2 separate regions of the Sus scrofa genome follow, and region 2 is linked to region 1. Evidence: chromatin contacts called from public HiChIP or PLAC-seq data. All regions are on one chromosome and are shown on one strand. The core of a region is the stretch at or near the end of the contact, and the rest is flanking DNA. Distances in the headings are between cores, read along the strand shown.

Region 1 (3,145 bases), core at 246-2,745:
GGAATGTCTCTAGGTCCAATGTGATGTTGATTTAAGATCTGTGTATTTTATGAAGTCATTAACGTACCCTTCGATTCCTCAAAAATTAAGTTAGGAAGGTGTGTTGAATTTTAGTGTTCCCTCTTGGAAACTTAAATACGCTTTAAATCATAGATTTGTATTTAAAACAACACAAAATAGTTACCAGTAAATGACACTTCCTGAAACTAGCTGATGGTACTTCAGCGAAACTGAATTCCAAAGAGAAACCAGGCTTCGGACAAGTCAGTTCGCTAAAAACTTCCCGTTTACACCCAGTCTCTGTATAACACGACACCTATGAGAGATGCCCGTGGACCTGCCACTCTTTCATGCAGGCGGTGACTCAAGAAAAGTCCCGGGTAAGTTAACACTTGACTTAGACTCCCTGGGTTCTCAAACTGAGATTGGAACCTTTTTAAAATGTTTTACATTCTATCTGCGATGGTGATATTTAGGCAGACGCTGTGCTAAACTGCTTGTTATTCAAGATTCCCCATTCAATGGTTTAGTTTGAACATACTGAAACTACGCTTAGCGTCTGCCTTCCTGTTGTCAAAACAGCCTGTTTCCAACTTCCCTAAAAGTGTCAAACCACAACAAAGCTTACGTGAGAGCCCAGTTCCCACAAAGACACGTACCTTTGTCCCCGGCGCGACGCAGGCTACGGCCCCGCGGGCCGCACTCGTTCCCCCGTGGCCGTCCTCATGCCGGCCCGGGAGCCCGGGCTGCCGCGCTGCTAGCGGCCGGCCACCGAGCCATGCCTCCCGGCGGTCGGCCGGCCCGCGCCACGGCCCATGGCCCGGTCCCCGCGCGCCCGGGGGGCCTCGCCGGCCGTGCCGACGCGCCGGCCCAGGAGGAAGCAGAGAGACGCCGGCTCCACGTCGGCCGGGCAACTTGGGACTTCGGGACGGGCAGCACTGCGCCCCAGGAGAACGTGCGACGCGGACGCAGGATCGGAGCCTCTCCCTGGACGCCGGCCGTTAGAAAGAGCGCTCCAAAGGACCTGTCCACCCTCCGAAGGACCTGTCCGCCCTCCGGGCGCGGCCGCGAAGAGCCCGTCGGGCGCGAGGCCCCGGGCGCGGGCGGAGGCTGGCTTCCAGGCCGCGCCGAAGTCCGTCAGGGCAGCTGCCGGCTCGGAGACGCGGGCGGCCCCGGGCCCGCGCAGGACTAACGGCCGTAACGGAAGCGCCGAGGGGGAGGGGCTGAAGGCCAGGGCCCTGGGGCGGAGCGGGCCGCAGGACCTGCTCCCTAGCTCGGGGACTCGCTCGCTCCGCCGGCCGCACCGTCGCCGCCGCCTCAGACCGCTGCGCTACGTTGTCACGAGCCGGAGGGAGGGGGAAGAAGCCGGGAGTCTCCGGGCTCCGGCGCGCGGAGACCGCGGCGCCCGGGTCACGTGCCGCTAGGCCGGCCTATGAGCCTGGGCGGGCGCGGTGACGTCAGAGCAGCGGCGTGTCCGGTTACGGTCAGCCCCCGTCACGTGACCGGGCTCACTCCAATGGGCGGCACCGGGACGACCTGATGTTCCCGGCTGCCCGTGCGCCGGCGGTGGTTGGGTGGTAAGATGGCGACTGTGAGTCTGCGGCTCGGCGATTTGGTGTGGTGAGTCCAGGCGGCCCGGGCCGAGTGATGTGCGCTGGGGAGTTGCCTCCCTGTGCGTGGGGTTCGCAGCCCGCCCCGGGGCTGCCTTTCTCTTCGCTTCAGGTGGCGGAGAGTGGGCGAGGCGGGGTGCGGGCGCTGGGAGCGACGCCGGGCGGAAGGGGCAGCCTGGCCCGGGGGGACTGAGGCCGAGGGTGGCCGCGGCGGACCCGGCTTTGAGCTGTGGAGAGGGCTGCGCACAGGACCCGGACTCCAGCGGCCACCGTTTGGGGAGTGCCCAGCGCCGCGCGGCTCCCGCGGACGCCCGGTCCTCGCCTCGGGGTCTGGTTGGGGCTCCCGGGAAAGCGGGAGAGCCGGGGAGCCTGCGGAGCCATCGCGTCCCAGCCTGCCCGTCGAAACCCGCCTTGCGATGGCACCGACCGGTGCGGGCGGCTCAGCCGGGAGTGTCGAAACCGGGCTGCTGGCACTGTCCTGTGAAGAAACGGAGTGGGGACTTCTCCTTTACAACTGGAGGTTTGGCAGGGACCAGTTTCTCCTTGGGTGCTTCCCCTGGTCTGCTTCTGTGTCCCAGACAACCGCCCGAACCAAGACTTACTGTCGCCGCCTCCCTCCAGCTGAGCTGCGTAGCTCATTTCTCAGTCTAGAGGAAGGATTTCCATTAGCATTTGTCAAAGCCGGGTTGGGGGATGAAACCAGACTTTGTAAGGGGAAGTCTGTGTTTACACAGCAGACCGTCCCGCCACCCTCGTCACGTCCCGGGGAGGTTCTGGACAAACGACTCTTGGTAGTTTTGTTTTTCTGTATCCCTTGTCACCGGAAGAATGCACACAAGTTTACAGTTTTGCATTGCATTTCTGAGGGGTTTGGGCCTCTTGGGCCCAGCTGTGGATGCCACAATAAGAACTTCTGGTTCCCAGCTTTTTCTATTCTGGCACTTGAGCGTCGAAGGGGAGATTTAGGAAAATAAATTGCATGTTGAGTGGGTTGAAGGAGACGGACTGGCCTTTCCAGGGCAAATGCTGACTCTTTGTGTTTTCTCTAGGGGGAAACTCGGCCGGTATCCTCCTTGGCCGGGAAAGGTGAGTGACTGGCGGACATCTGAAGTTGAGTTTGAGGAGGTGGAGAGTATAAGATGCAGTCCCTTGAATTCCTAACATTGAGTTTAACTGGGCCTATTTAAATAACATTGGAGAATTTTTTTTTCCTCCACTGTCAGTTTTTTTAGAAAAGGCAGTGTAATTTAAACCACGTCATTAAATCTACAGTATGTTATTGTTTCTTGAATCAGAGGTGGTTTGTGGAAAAGTCTTTTCATCCTGAAAATCCTTTCTAACTTGAATTTAGCTTTGCACATAAATCTAATAAATGGAGAAGAAAACAAATTTTCCAGTAAGAAAAATCTAAATGTAGGCTAGTGAAAAGTCAAAGTATTTTTGTCCCACTGAGTTTAAATCTTCTTTGCATTTTACCATATGTGCTGCTCCAGTGCATTGCAGAAGCTGGCATTCCACGTTTTGCACGAAGTGAT
Region 2 (3,145 bases), core at 323-2,822, 320 kb after region 1:
ATAGTCACTGTAGCCTAGAGGTCAGGGAGGGCCTCCTGGAGGAAGTGATGATTATGTGGAGTGTTAGGGAATGAGTAGGAGTTGGCCCTATAAGGTGGTGGGAGGAAGGTATTCCAGGCGAACACCTGGAATGTGGTTAACAAATCCAACTAGGAGCCATGAGGTTGCAGATTTGACCCCTGGCCTCGCTCACTGGGTTGAGGATCCTGTGTTACTGTTGGCTGTGATGTAGGTTGCAGACGCGGCTCGGGTCCGCGTTGCTGTGGCTGTGGCTGTGGCGTAGGCCAGCGGCTGCAGCTCTGATTCGGCCCCTAGCCTGGGAACCTCCATATGCTGTGGGTGAGGCCCTAGAAAAGACAAAAAAAAAGAAAAAAAAGAGCCAGCATTTGTCGCTGCTGTGGCATGGGTTTGATCCCTGGCCTGGTAACTTCCACATGCCACAGGTGAGGCCAAAAAATAGATAAATAAATAAATACATGTATCTTATAATACCTAGACACCAATATTTTACATACATAAAATACACATGACCGGAGTTCCTGTTGTGGCTCAGTAGGCTACGAACCCAACTCATATCCATGAGGATGCGAGTTGGATCCCTGGCCTTGCTTAGTGGATTAGGGACCCCCACATTGCTGTGAGCTGTGGTGTTGGTCACAGACTCAGCTCAGATCCTGAGTTGCTGTGGTGTAGGCCAGCAGCTACAGCTCGGATTCGACCTCTAGCCTGGGAACTTCCATATGCCTCTAAAAAGGAAAAAAAAAACAAAACCCAAAACCAAAAACACATGGCCTTGTGGGTTATCTCTTGTGGGTTATCGCTACTACCAGATTCAGGAAAACCATCAGTTTTAGTTTGATTTCCCAGTAACTGCAGTGTCTAGTAGATGTTTAGGCAATCAATCAGCAAATATTTATTAAGCACCTACTTTGTGCCAGGTACTATTTTAGGCACTGGAAATTCATCAGTGCCTACTGTTATGAAGCTAACATTCCCAGAGGGGTCTGTACACACTTTGGAACAAATGAAGAAGGGAAAAAAAAAAATGAATGCTCTTATCTAGTCAGCAGTACATTTTTAGAAGAGGAGAGAAGAGAATCATTTCTGACTTTTAGAAGAATACAAAGAAATCTCTTTTCTCCTAAAAGAATTCAAACCCAGGCAAGTCGTGGCAACCTCAAATGTCAGCCATACAGCAACTCAAGAGCCTCGGGTGTTAACTCCTGGGTATAGATTTACTTATCTTTGAGTGACACCCTATAGTGCAGAGCTTCATGCAAGATTTAAAATTTTTGAAGTTCCTGCTGTGGTGAATCGGCATTGTAGCAGTCTCTGCAGTGCCAGCACCCAGGTTCAATCACCCGACCGGCACAGTGGATTAAAAGATCCAGCCACAGGTAGGTCGAAACTGCAGCTTGGATCAGATCACCGGCCAGCGAACTCCATACGCCATTGGCTGGCCAAAAAAGAAAAAAAAGATTGAAAAAATTTAATTATTTTGTTTGTTTATGCTTTGCGCAGTCTTCATCCCCAGCATCCAGCTAAGCAGCCCTCTGCGTGTCTGTTTAGGTCAGATCCGATTTACGCAAATTCGGTGTTACGAAGGCCTGGCGCTGACGGATGCTGACCTGATCTGAGTACACTGGGCCCGGGACGAACCATCTGTGCCCGCGGAGGGGGTGGTGGGTCAGCTCCGTTCAGAGTCACGACCAGGACGGCGGGGGCTCGGAAGCAGCCCACACTGCGGTTCTGTCACACAAGGTGGCCGAAAAAAGGTGGCTTTGCCAGGGTGCGACTGGAGCTTCGGGCGGGGGTGGACTCGGCTGCAAAAGCGGAGGCCCCCCTCCCTTTCCCCGACGATTTCCCACCTAGGCGGTGGCAAGGAGGTACACGCGACCTGGGGGAACCGGGGGTCGGGCTGGGAGGCCATGTCCGGTCCGAGGGGGTGGGGGTGGCGGGGTACCGACCTCTCCCGGCCGGACCGCCCCCTCGGTCCTACGCGGCGCGCGCGGGGTCGTTCCGGGCGGGGATGCCCGGCCTCGTCGCCGACTCTGCGCCTCTCACAGCGCTCAGACCTCTCCCGACCGCGTTTCCCGTTCCCGGTCGCATGGCGGAAAGGAAACTGGTGGTCGTGTTTGGAGCCACTGGTAAGGGACACCCCAAAAGGAGGCCGCGAGACGCAGGACCCCTCGCCAAGCCAGCCCAGGGGTCCGGCCGGCCCAGCCCCACAGAGCCAGGGCCCACTCTCAGCGCCAGGAGATGTACCCCGGGTCCTGGAGGGAGATGTGAGATGGCTCGGACCCCTGACCCAGGGTGGGGCCATGGAGCAGGACCTGAACGCTGATTCCTCTTGTAGTTTTTCAAAAATTAATTTCTTAACTTTGAACTACTAGTGATTGCACGTAACATCAGAATTAAATCTCCCTCCTACCTTTGCCCTAGAAACCCCACCCATTGCCTTTACCAGGTTTCTTTCTCTCTCTTTTTTTTTTGTTTTTGTCTTTTTGCCTTTTCTAGGGCCGCTCCCGAGGCACGTGGAGGTTCCCAGGCTAGGGGTCGAATCCAAGCTGTAGCCACCGGCCTATGCCAGAGCCACAGCCATGCGGATCGGAGCCGCGTCTGCAACCTACACCACAGATCACAGCAACACCGGATCCATAATCAACTGAGCAAGACCAGGGATCAAACCCACAACCTCATTGTTCCTAGTTGGATTTGTTAACCACTGCGCCACGACAGGAACTCCATTACCAGGTTTCTTGAGTCGTGCCTGATATTTAGATATATATAAAGATACTCTGGAGTTCAATGGTGGCTCAGTGGTAACGAACCAGACTAGTATCTATGAGGACTTGAGTTCCATCCCTGGCCCCGATCAATGGGTTAAGGATCCAGTGTTTCCCGTGAGCCCTGGTGTAGGTCGCAGATGTAGTTTAGATCTGGAGTTGCTGTGGCTGTGGTGTAAGCTGGCAGCTGCAGCTTGGATTAGACCCCTAACCCAGGAACTGCCACATGCCACAGGTGCAGCCCTAAAAAGATCATAAATAAATAAACTATAACAGCTTTACTCAGATATAAATCACATACCATACAATCCACCCATTTAAACTGTGCAGGTCACTGGTTTCTAGTATATTCACAGAGC

What was found. HiChIP or PLAC-seq counts read pairs in DNA pulled down with a chosen protein or histone mark.
Region 2: a contact with region 1 is called in an H3K27ac HiChIP or PLAC-seq map of alveolar macrophages. The contact joins the promoter of NMRAL1 here to the promoter of GLYR1 in region 1. A contact is called at or near these places in 1 of 5 promoter capture datasets (fetal liver) and 1 of 2 datasets of contacts at active chromatin or transcription factors (alveolar macrophages).

The regions. Positions count from the first base shown.
Region 1 is chr3:37,553,862-37,557,006 of Sscrofa11.1, forward strand. It overlaps GLYR1 (putative oxidoreductase GLYR1), which reads left to right and starts at 1,496. Exons shown (of 16, transcript XM_013995678.2): 1 at 1,496-1,620; 2 at 2,660-2,696. The coding sequence starts at 1,583. It overlaps UBN1 (ubinuclein-1), which reads right to left and starts at 1,394. Exons shown (of 17, transcript XM_021086662.1): 1 at 660-1,394.
Region 2 is chr3:37,870,296-37,873,440 of Sscrofa11.1, forward strand. NMRAL1 (nmrA-like family domain-containing protein 1) reads left to right here and starts at 1,573. Exons shown (of 6, transcript XM_003124636.6): 1 at 1,573-1,886; 2 at 2,067-2,147. The coding sequence starts at 2,108.